Linked DNA regions of Sus scrofa: regions 1 and 3 are each linked to region 2. A link is a contact called in public Hi-C and promoter capture Hi-C data. All regions are on one chromosome and are shown on one strand. Each heading gives the region's core, a stretch centred on a gene start, on an enhancer-like site or on the middle of the called end of the contact. The rest is flanking DNA. Distances are from core to core; before and after follow the strand shown. Region 1 has its middle 180 kb from the start of TMCO5A. Region 2 overlaps LOC106506784 (basic salivary proline-rich protein 2-like). Region 3 has its middle 140 kb from the start of TMCO5A.

What was found. Promoter capture Hi-C pulls out the DNA fragments that hold promoters and counts their contacts. A called contact is a pair of places that touch in the nucleus more often than the background predicts.
Region 1: a promoter capture Hi-C map of liver shows a contact between it and region 2, with 3 times the contacts expected there. The contact joins two enhancer-like sites. A contact is called at or near these places in 1 of 5 promoter capture datasets (liver) and 1 of 2 datasets of contacts at active chromatin or transcription factors (skeletal muscle).
Region 3: a contact with region 2 is called in a Hi-C map of liver, with 5 times the contacts expected there. The contact joins two enhancer-like sites. A contact is called at or near these places in 3 of 47 Hi-C or Micro-C datasets (embryonic fibroblasts and liver) and 1 of 2 datasets of contacts at active chromatin or transcription factors (alveolar macrophages).

The regions. Positions count from the first base shown.
Region 1 is chr1:133,202,151-133,205,617 of Sscrofa11.1, reverse strand. No RefSeq gene overlaps it. Among named protein-coding and RNA genes, the nearest start is that of TMCO5A, 180 kb to the left of the region's middle. Within about 2 kb of position 1,952, at least 52 of the 83 cell types and tissues checked have an H3K27ac peak or open chromatin away from gene starts, as enhancers often do. A contact at or near this core is called in liver and skeletal muscle, where this site is marked.
Region 2 is chr1:133,057,183-133,060,895 of Sscrofa11.1, reverse strand. The region is part of intron 1 of LOC106506784 (basic salivary proline-rich protein 2-like); the gene reads right to left. Among named protein-coding and RNA genes, the nearest start is that of SPRED1, 42 kb to the right of the region's middle. Within about 2 kb of position 2,230, at least 27 of the 83 cell types and tissues checked have an H3K27ac peak or open chromatin away from gene starts, as enhancers often do. A contact at or near this core is called in liver and skeletal muscle, where this site is marked.
Region 3 is chr1:133,237,065-133,240,502 of Sscrofa11.1, reverse strand. No RefSeq gene overlaps it. Among named protein-coding and RNA genes, the nearest start is that of TMCO5A, 140 kb to the left of the region's middle. Within about 2 kb of position 1,627, at least 40 of the 83 cell types and tissues checked have an H3K27ac peak or open chromatin away from gene starts, as enhancers often do. A contact at or near this core is called in liver, where this site is marked.

The DNA.
Region 1 (3,467 bases), core at 703-3,202, 140 kb before region 2:
TGATTTGGATACAAAAATATACTTGTTTTTATTGAATGGGGAAAATATTCATGCAGTTAGGCCCTCGGAGGAAAACAAAGTAGAAATCTAAACAGGGCCCCAAATAACAAGAACCAGGAGACATATTTAGGCCAGTATATAAGAAACAATGATGCCCATCACACCTAGCTACTGTATCATACTGTCCCATATCCTTCGGATGTTTAAAGAATGAATGAAGGATTAACTACACACACCCCTTGCAAATATAAAAATTCACATTGGACAATATTAACCATCCACTCAACCAGGAAAGAATGACTCCTCCACTCCACTGCCCCACTCTGCCTTGGGTCATTTCAGGAAACATTTGCAGCATGTTATTGCTCTCAAAATGTTCTCCTGTTCCTTCCTTCAAACTTCTATCTAGCCAAGGATCCCCAATCCCCACCTAGCTCCCTCTATTTCTTGTTTAGATTTGTAAGTGACAAAAAATAGAAGGAAGTTAGTATTCTTTATATCCCTGGATATGTGTTACCCACTTAGGGTGGTCAGGGACTATTCTGGACACAGGGGGTGCCAGAATAAGAGATAGGTTCCTGTTCTCAAGAAGGAAGATTCTAGTAGAGACAGACATTAGACTATTAGTCCTAGTAATAAATAGTACAAAGTCAACAAAACAGGAACGCTACAATCCTTTTATATCGACATTCATTGGAGTTCCTTGCCGATACATCTTCCACAAGTGCAAGTAGGTAAGGTGCTAACTTCCAATTTAGAAAGAATTCCACCAGCACCAGGAGCTTTATGGTATCAGTTATCTGGCTTTTTCATATTCATTTCAACAGGTGAAAAATATGAAACTAGAGGGGCTATATGGGTTTTTTGGGGCCACACAGTGATCTCAATGGAGGAAGCAGAGAACAAACTGAATATCAAAATAGTTGTCGCATTCAAGAACGTCAACGTTTTCAGGTTACATCATTTTACATGTCTGGCTGTGACCATTTCCGGACCTGCGACATAGCCCACTCCACCGTCTGAGAACATGGAAAACCAGAAGCAGTGACCTCAGAAAAAACTTCCTTTCCAAATGCAGTTTCTTCTCCGCCTAAAATTTTACAGCCGGGCAGGTGGTGTGAGTGAGTCGTACCAAGGCGCCTTTCAAAGCAGGAACTCGGGCCTGCAGGTCAGCCTGGATCTTGTCCAAATTGAGTTCCACCCACAGAGAAAACCAATCTGTTTATAGGTGCTCCTTCGAGAAGTTACAGAACGTCTGCGAGAGATCAAGCTTAAGTTGCCTCCTGCTCCCTAAGTACCCGCCCCACAAAGGTACACACACAAACATGCTCAGACAGAAAAAAGCCTGACGGGGCCTTCCCTCCTCCTTGGCCTGCAATGAAATGCGCTTTAATTGCATCAAAGGGCTCTTCTGAATAGGGTTTCAGAGCCGCTAGAGCGGCGTTCCCGGCGAGGGCTCCTTTCCGGCTTGCCAGCATTCCTCCACTCCGCATAGGGAAGGGGACGGGGCTCCTCCGGGAGGCCCGCAGGCTCATTTCCATGCCGCTCACATACAGCCTCCGTTGTGCGGGCCCGGCCTGCCGAGGACAGCCACGGCTGCCGGCGAACAAAGCCCCATTCATGCCGGGAGCTGGCTTCCTCCTGGCCGCTCGGCCGCAGATGGGCTGGCCCGGCACGCCATCCAGAGACCCGGGCGGGCGGCCCGGCCCGGCGCGCACAGGCCCCGATTCAGGAGGGCCCGCTCTGGCCAGGGCAACTCCGGATTCTTTATCGACAGGCTTCGCAATGAGGATCGGCCGAACCCCTCTTTCATTTCAGGTCGGGGGAACAGAGGACACTGAGTCTTTTCAGCGAGGAGAGCCTCAATTCACTCACGGCTGGTTAAGATCGAAGGTGTCCGGTTCCACGGCCCTCTCCTGGCTCCCCCACCCCTCCCCCTCGGGATGGTACGGCCCAAAGTTCCCCGAGTTGAGAGAGGACTTTGTTTCTTGTCCTCGGCCTGAGAAATCCCTACGAAAAGGGTCACTTCCTGACTTTTGTGTCTCCTCAATCCAGTGCCTTGAAAGTGCTTACCCTCTTGTTGTGACTAAGTACATAATTGCAAGCCTCCTCCGTAACTTTTTTCGGGACTTAAACATTCCTCTAGGTTGAAATTTGGGACTGTGGCTTCACAACAAAGACCACTGTTTTTCCTCCCCCATCTCGCTCCTGGGAAAAAGAAAAACAGAAGAAAACGCACTTGTTCACCATCCCTCTGTGCAGCCTTCAAGCACATTTCCTCTGCCCCATACGTTACACCAACAACAGGTTAATGGCACAGAGAGCACTAATGTCAAATAAAAGAGTTGCAGCCTTGCTTTTCCTGGCGAGGGGGCAGGGAGCTGGGGCTTGATTCCTAGTCCACAATCTAAAGCAGAAACAGGGTCCAGATCCACATTCCCACTGTGTGCATTAAACAGGGATGGCAGAATCAAAGAACGCCAGATATAGGAAGACTTATCAACCCTAATCCATTCATTTCACAGATAAGAAGCAGATAAGATCGAAAGGGGAAATGACTTGCTCAACCCTCAAAAAGAAGCCACTTCATCTTAGTAAAAATCACCCTCAAGCAAACTTGCAAAATAGCCTTAAAAATAATTTCCAACAAGAAAAATCTCCAAAGAAATTATTGTTCAAAAAGTATATTTGAAGTCATTTTTTTCCCCCTCTGTGTCAGAAAGGGCATCCCCTTGAGTTGTGGGGGAAGGGGGAGAACCCAGTTTTGAAATGAGGACTAGAAGAGAATCTTCAAGTATTTTCGGAAATTATGCTCCCTGTGTTTCTCTTACTCCCTGCATTTTGAACATTGTTGACCTCCCTCCTTAAAGCAAAATACTGAATCCTTGATGTGATTTAAAAACACACACACACACACACACACACACACACAACAAAATCAAACCTAGCTACTCACCACTTTAAGACTCTTTTCCTCTTGCTTGAAAAAACCTTCAGCATCTTCAAATGGAGATAGGGTTATTTTGCAGTGGTCACTTGTGAAGGTACAAAGGAATCCATATACGCACAGAGAAAGAGAGCGTGCTTGTGGTGTCCCAGGCACTATTCTAAACACTTGACATGCATTACCTCATCTAATCCTCACAATAACCTCTGAGATTTACTATTAATCTTACTCTCATTTTACAGAAAAAGAAAGGCTGAAAGAGGTTAGTTTTAACAGGTTCATATGGATGTTAAGGGGCCAAGCAGGGCAGTCTCACGCGTGGGCCTGGTCTCTTACACAGTAGGCTTTACTGAAACTTTATGCACAAACACAGAGGAATACACCTTGGGCACAGAGATCTGGATTGGAAGCCTAGGAGTCCCCAGCCAGACCCATGTCTTTGTGCTTCTGAAAGAGACCTTGCTGGCATATCTGCAGGCTATAGGAGGAAGAAGCTGCTTTATCCAGTCCCACCTGGAAA
Region 2 (3,713 bases), core at 981-3,480:
TCAAGGGAGCCCAATGGATTTGGTCCATAGACATCAGCCTCACAGGACTAAGAGCAGAGAAGAGAGGGATGTAAATCTGAAGGGGCGGAAGCTCCCCTCATGGCTCAGAGGTAACATGAGGATGCATGTTCGATCCCCAGCCTCGCTCAGTGGGTTAAGAATCCAGCGTTGCTGTAAGCTGTGGTGTAGGTCACAGGTGCAGCTCAGATCCTGCATTGCTGTGGCTGTGGTGTAGGCTGGCAGCTGCAGTTCCTATCCGAGCCCTAGCCAGGGGACTTCCATATGCTGTGGGTGTGCCCCCCCCCCACAAAAAAAATCTGAAGGGGCATACAGAATATACAGTGCAATGAAATGGGGATAAAAGGAGTGTACTGTTCCTCTAATTAAGAAGAAGTGCTGGGACTTCCAGCTGTGGCACAGTGGGTTAAAGATCTAGCCTGACCCTGTGGAGGAGTGGGTTGGATTCCACGGCTGCAGTGGGTTCCAGCGTTGCTGTAGCTGTGGCATCCCTGGCCTGGGAACCTCTATATGCTGCATGGGTAGCCCAAAAAGGAAGAAGAGGGTCTGAAGGAGCTGTTGAGACCAAAAAAATCTTCTTAGGTACCCTCCTCAGTGTAAACACAGGCTCATCACGGCAGAAATAAACTAAGAAATCCCTCTGCCTCCTCAGGGGTCCAAAGGCCTCTCCCCAGTTCTGTGATCCACTGAATTCCTCCTCCTCTTACTATAGTCCCAATGTTGTGTGTTTCAGAGTCTGTAACACCTGGCTTCTGCCTGAGTGGCTGGTCTTCTCTCCGTCCTCTTTCTGGAAGCCTAAAATTCTTTTTATCAATGCTATTTCCCAGTGAGCACCGATGACCTTATCTGACTACACCTGGGGACAGGTCTGACTTGAAATGCCTTGAATCTGGTGCCCATATGAACACAATTCAGAAAAAAAAAAATTAAAATCTTTTGCTGCTTCTTTAACCCATGTCCTGAATGCTCCACTTTGTTTTCTGTTAGTCATCGAAGACCAGTGGGACTTTGATCATTTTCATCTTGGAATGTATTGCGAAGATGTTGACTTTGGGATCTGGTCCCCTTTGCCTCCACCCCACCGGATATGCACTCATAAGTCTTGTTGACATTAATGAATAGTTGTGTGTGCACAGCGCAGGGAAAAGAGACAACCGAGGGGTCAGACTAGCCGTTTCTTCGCAAGAGCAATAAACTTTGTCCAACAAAGGAACCAGTGGAGTAGCAACACAAGCTATTCTTTTCTTCTTTATTCTATAGGGACACATCATAAGTTCTCCTAATTAATAGAATCTTTTGCTCATTCCATTCAGAAGAGCTTTTCCCTTTCAAGAAGGAATCTAGCAGTGCAGCACACATATGCATTTTTGGCTGCTTTTCAAGCCATATTTATTAACTAAGTGCTAGGGTGGAGGATGGTTCTCTTGCCAACAGGATTCATAGGACACAGCACTTGAAAGCACATCAGGGAATGAACCCTTTCTATGATGAGCACAATCACTGCCTGTAACTCCAACTGAGCTGGTGTTGTCAAGGCTGACCGCACAAACCACAGACTAACTGAAGAGCTTCGGGCACCTAGGATTAAACACAGTCTCCCAGTATTATGAGGTGCTGGGGCCCATCCCAGAGCCACTTGAATTTAGAGAAAATAGCAGCTGGTCAGACAGAGACCATTTCCGACTTCTCCCCACTGTTTTGGACACAGTGATCCTCCCGGTGCCGAATTCTCCCATATCCTGTTTCTGGAAAGGAGGATCCTATTCACAGAGGCGCTACGCTACTCCCCACACCCTTTGCAAAACAACATTTCTGGAAGAAGTCCAATGACATATGAAACTAAAGCAGGGAATCTGCCAGGTCATTAAGACATGAGCAGGTTTTCTTGGGTGTCCCTCCCCTCCCCTCCTCCATTCCCACCCTTCTGCCCACCCTCTCTCCAGTCTCTCCCAACTTCCAACGTCAGAAATTCTCCATCCCTCTGAGGCAGCCTCAGAAGATGAGGTTTGAATAAAAGGTAGTTGCAGGGTTCATGTAAGGTGACAAAGCTGGCACACGCTAAACACTTAGCATTATACAGCCACCCCTCAAGAGTGCTCCAAATCCATCAGTCATCATGGAAAAATTAGAAGCTTTACTGGATTGCTGCCTCTCCAAACAGAGCCTCTGAACTTCTTAATGGACTCCATAACACAGCATTTGAGAATAGAGCTTCAGCCCAGCAAGACTGTCTCCATAACACACTGTCAGGCAACTTGGAACAGGCAGAGAGGAACAAGTCAAAACAATCAGCTATTTCATTAAGGGGATAAGATTAATCTTGAACGATGCCCAAGTCTGACTCACATTGTCAAATATTATATATGATCTCTGTGAGCAGGCCCTTTTCCCAATTCACGGAAACATCTGCACATTTCAGCAGGCTAAGCTTTACTCTGTCCACTGCCCTCTAGCTGTTTTTGTTGTGGATTATGTAATTTAGTGAATGATGCAATCAGAAGAATTCTTTCTACCTGGGCTTTGTACCTGATGTCTGATGATTACTGAAACAGGCTGGATGGCTCAGAACCTTGGATTTCAACACCCTAAATTGCTCTGTGAACTTGGGCCTGTTACTTCCCCTCTCTTGGCATCCTCTGTAAAAATGAGGAGGAGCAAGATTCTTGCCTCTTTCACCACTGGATTTGAAAGTACATTGTAACTGCCATGAAAATAAGCATGGGCCCAAGTGGACAAAGCCTAAAGTCAGGCTAAGAATCCTGGAAAGTAAGCAGTAGGCATAATTTAAACCAAAAATGTTTTTGCCTTTTTTTTTATTTGCCTTTGTGTTTAACTATGTGAGAAGTGATGTGTTTAAAAGAGGACTCTGAATACAACTTAAATTTCATTCAGTGATGTGAATAAGAGAAAAAGAAGTTAGAAAATTCTATGAGGTTAAAAAGTTTGCTTTGGGAGTTCCCATTGTAGCTCAGCAGGTTAAGAAACCAACATATTGTCTGTGATTATGTGGATTCAATCCCTGGCCTTGCTCAGTGGGGTAAGTATTCAACATTGCCATTAGCTGCTGCATAAGTCACAGATGAGGCTTTGATCTGGTGTTGCTGTGGCTGTGGTGTAGGCCTGCAGCTACAGCTCCAATTCAATGCCTCGCCTGGGAACTTCCATAAGCTGTGAGTAGGGCTGTTTGGAAGGAAAAAAAAAAATTTGCTTTGTTAGATTTAAAAATGCTCACACTTTACCCTAAAATACATTCCATAAAGATCATTTAAATGTTTAAAAAAAGATTCCATAAAAACACTAGAAGAAAAGCAGTGAATATTTTTAGAACTTTGCAGCCTTTCTAAGGATGTCATGAAATCCAGATGCCAGGAAGGAAAAAAACTGATAGACTTTACTACATAAAATTGTAAAAACTTCTTTATAGGAAAAAAATTAAAGATACACACAGAGTTAATGTATCAAAGAAGAACTAGAGGCAAGGTTTTATTTCACATATTAGAACAAGGCAAATGTCCTCAATGTAAAAGGTGTTCTTTAAAAATCAACATGAAAATTATGAATACAAAATGAGCAAAGGAAATGAACAGACAACTCATAAAAAAGATTCAAAAGACCAATAAATGCATGGAAGATGTTTCACCAGGCTCAAAACTGAAGAAACTAAAAATATAAACTAAAATCATATATACCTATAT
Region 3 (3,438 bases), core at 378-2,877, 180 kb before region 2:
AATAATATAGTAAAAAAGAAAATTCAAGAGAACTGTCAAGAAACAATATTAATGTTATCATCTCCTCATTCAGAATAACATGCACAAAGAGTACCTTTAGGGATAAAGTGTAGCTGGATTTCAAGGTGGCAGTCCCAGCAGGGATCCACAGAACTAACGATGCCAGAAATTTTAGTCAGCGAGGCACATCTGCTCATACCTATTTAGAGACGAATTTAAACTGATAGCAGTTTAGAGATATATTTGTCACATTTACAGACTTGTACATTCACAAGCTCCCTCTATGTCTAACCCACTCCATGTTTCCATCTGCCCTTTTGCCCAGTTCACGTGGGAAAGATACCTAATTCTGAGAAATAGTACTTAACCAGGAGCTTTACATATATGAATGGCCTAACTGCTACAGATGTGCTACAGTTTTACAAAACAGTAATATTTCCTGTAAATCACTTACTGTTCTAATTGATCCCTCCCCTGCCCCACTCCTTCCCTATTACCTTGTGGAAGCAGAAGAACCAAAGTATGTTAGAGACCTTAAAGCAATCTGGCCTATCAAAGATTACAGTACAGCATTCTATGTAGATCTATTACCCAAAAGCCAATAAAGGGGGCTTTCTAAGGTTAGTCCATAGGAAATAAAAAATATACTCTTTAGAAAACACCACCATTTTAAAGAACAGTTTGTACCCAAAGGCCCAGGGAATGGGTTCAGCCTAAGTTAAGGCTCCAACCCTTGACAATTCCTAAGAGTCATCTAAATATGGCATTTCAGCCATCTTCTCATCCCTCTGGGGAAAAATTCAAGGTATGTCATACTGCCTTCTGTCTCCAGCAAAGATTGCACCTCAACCACCTCTAATGTGCCTTGATCCATTTTCCAAGAAATCTATAGCAAAGAGGGTTTCTCCAACTATTTACCCTTGATTCTATGTGTACATTTACCTTTCTGAATTGAGGCTCCAGGCTTCACACATACACACACACACACACACATTCTCTTAGCATAGACCATCTCCTGTTAGATGGGTCTGCTGCCTGAGGATTTGACATGTGGGCAGGGGAAGAAACAGGGGCGGGGGGCAGGACAGGAGCTGAGGCCTAGAGAAAGCCTCTACCAGGAGCTTAGAAATCAGAATTGCAACAGAGTCCCCTGACAGAATCAGTACAACCCCCTGTAGCTCCAAAAGCACCCACATGTCCATTCCTCAGTGACCACAAGCTCTAGGGATGCTGGCATTACACAGTATCAGGGAATCTCAACCCTGACATGCTGTCTCCAGTTCCGTTTTACTGTTCCTCTCAGGCCGGCTGCTTACAAAATCGTGTTTGTCCTCCCACTTCCTTTGTCAATACTTCCTCCAGAAGCCAAAACAAACACTCGGCAGCACAGCAACACACCAATCCCAGTACCAGAAAAAAAAAAAAAAAAGAAAGAAAGAGAAAGAAAATGAAAACCTCACAGCACACATGTGGCACAGGAACACAAAAGTTCAGTTTCTGGGAGAAAAGAGACAACAACTATGCTTTATATCTGTTTTTCTCCCCTTCTTCCCCACCCTCATCTTCCTTCCCCATACCACACTGAGAAAAACCCAGAGGGTTTCTTCAGCCTGGGATCCTGGCCAGAGGGTCAAGGACACTAGCTGTTCCACATTCACAGCCCTTCCGGCCCTGCTCCGCTGGTCACTTTTGTTCTGGTGGGGCTGGGCCGAAGGGCGGCAGGCTCCTGGTCAGCCACACTAGAGCTTATGTGTGTTCCAGTGTTTGGAAGTGTTGCAGTGAGGCTCCTGAAGCCTTACTTGTCTAATGTTTGACCTTTCCTCACAATGGCTCCACTGACAGGGCTTAAGAAATGGTGATCTGCTGTTTGAGAAGGAACACTCCGTGCTAGGAAAAGGCCCTTTGCTGGGAGGTAGTTGACCTCAATTCCAGCCAGACTTTCCCATCGCTGGGTCCATCTTCACCCGAAGCTGGATAAAGTTGGGCAGATCATTTAAGCCAGGAGGCTTAATGGAGAAAGCAAATTCTGACCTGATTAAAAGGAAAGTCAGGGCTCTGTGACACCCTGAGGTCCTTCTGGCTCCAGCTTCAATGATTCCTTCATAGTCTTACCCACTGATGGTAAACAATTACCAATGGGTAGGTGACACAAATAGGTGACACCAGCTGGAAACGTACGCTGTGTCTAAAGGGGCAGCCTCTATCTCCAGCCAAACTTCAAGAATGTAGACTCAGTTTTACCAGAAATTCTGTATTTCAAGAGAAGGCAGAAATATGTATTTTTCCTATGAAAATTTTCCGATTTTAAAATTCTGACACCTACTTGATTTTTTTTTATAATTTTTTTTAAATTTTTATATTTCATTTCTTTTTATTACTCAAATGAATTTATCACATCTGTAGTTGTATAATGACCATAACAATCCAATTTCACAGGATTTCCATCCCACAGCCCAAGCACATCCCCCCCACCCCTCAAACTATCTTCTCTGGAGACCATAAGTTTTTCAATGTCTGTGAGTCAGCATTTGTTCTGCAAAGAAGTTCAGTCTGCCCTTTTTTCAGATTCCACATGTCAGTGAAAGCATTTGATGTTGGTGTCTCATTGCATGGTTGACTTCACTTAGCATGATAATTTCTAGGTCCATCCATGTTGCTAAAAATGCCAGTATTTCATTTCTTTTAATGGCTGAGTACTATTCCATTGTGTATATGTACCACATCTTCTTGATCCACTCCTCTGTCGATGGACATTTAGGTTGTTTCCATGTCTTGGCTGTTGTAAATAGTGCTGCAATGAACATCAGAGTACATGTGTCTGACACCTACTTTAAAACTCATAATTCTGCGAAAGCCAAACAAAACACATTTCCTACCTTTCTACCTCCTACCAGTCTGTAACCTGCCTAGAAAGTGACTCTCAACTAAGCATGATCCAGCAGGCGGTGACATGAGGGAGCCTTGTATCAAAATCTCCACCAGGGGCTCTTTCAACTAACCAAACTCCCACTCACAGCTGACCTTTAGGCTTATATTCCTCCTCAATGTTTGCTTTTGCCCTTGAAATTTATGGCATGATATGATGAGAGTGTATCATGCCTGTGAATATCGTAGCAACCAAAAAATGATTGACAATTATTAGAAAGTGCTTATCTTCATATGGACCATGCAGTTTGCAAAATATTTTCATGTACTTTTTCTTATCATCCCTTTAAAATGAAATAAAGAAAACTAGAAATTATAGCTCAGAGTAATTAAGTCAGTTGTCCAAGATCACACAGCTAACAAGTGATAAACAGGGAAAGTGAACCAAGGTCTTCCAACTTGGAACTCTTGAGAAGTCCCGAGTACCTACCTGCAGACCCCCTAAGTAGCAGTCCTGGTCCATGCTCCCTTCTTCCGGACCCTGGCCTGGCCTTTCCCTACTCACGCTCTTTC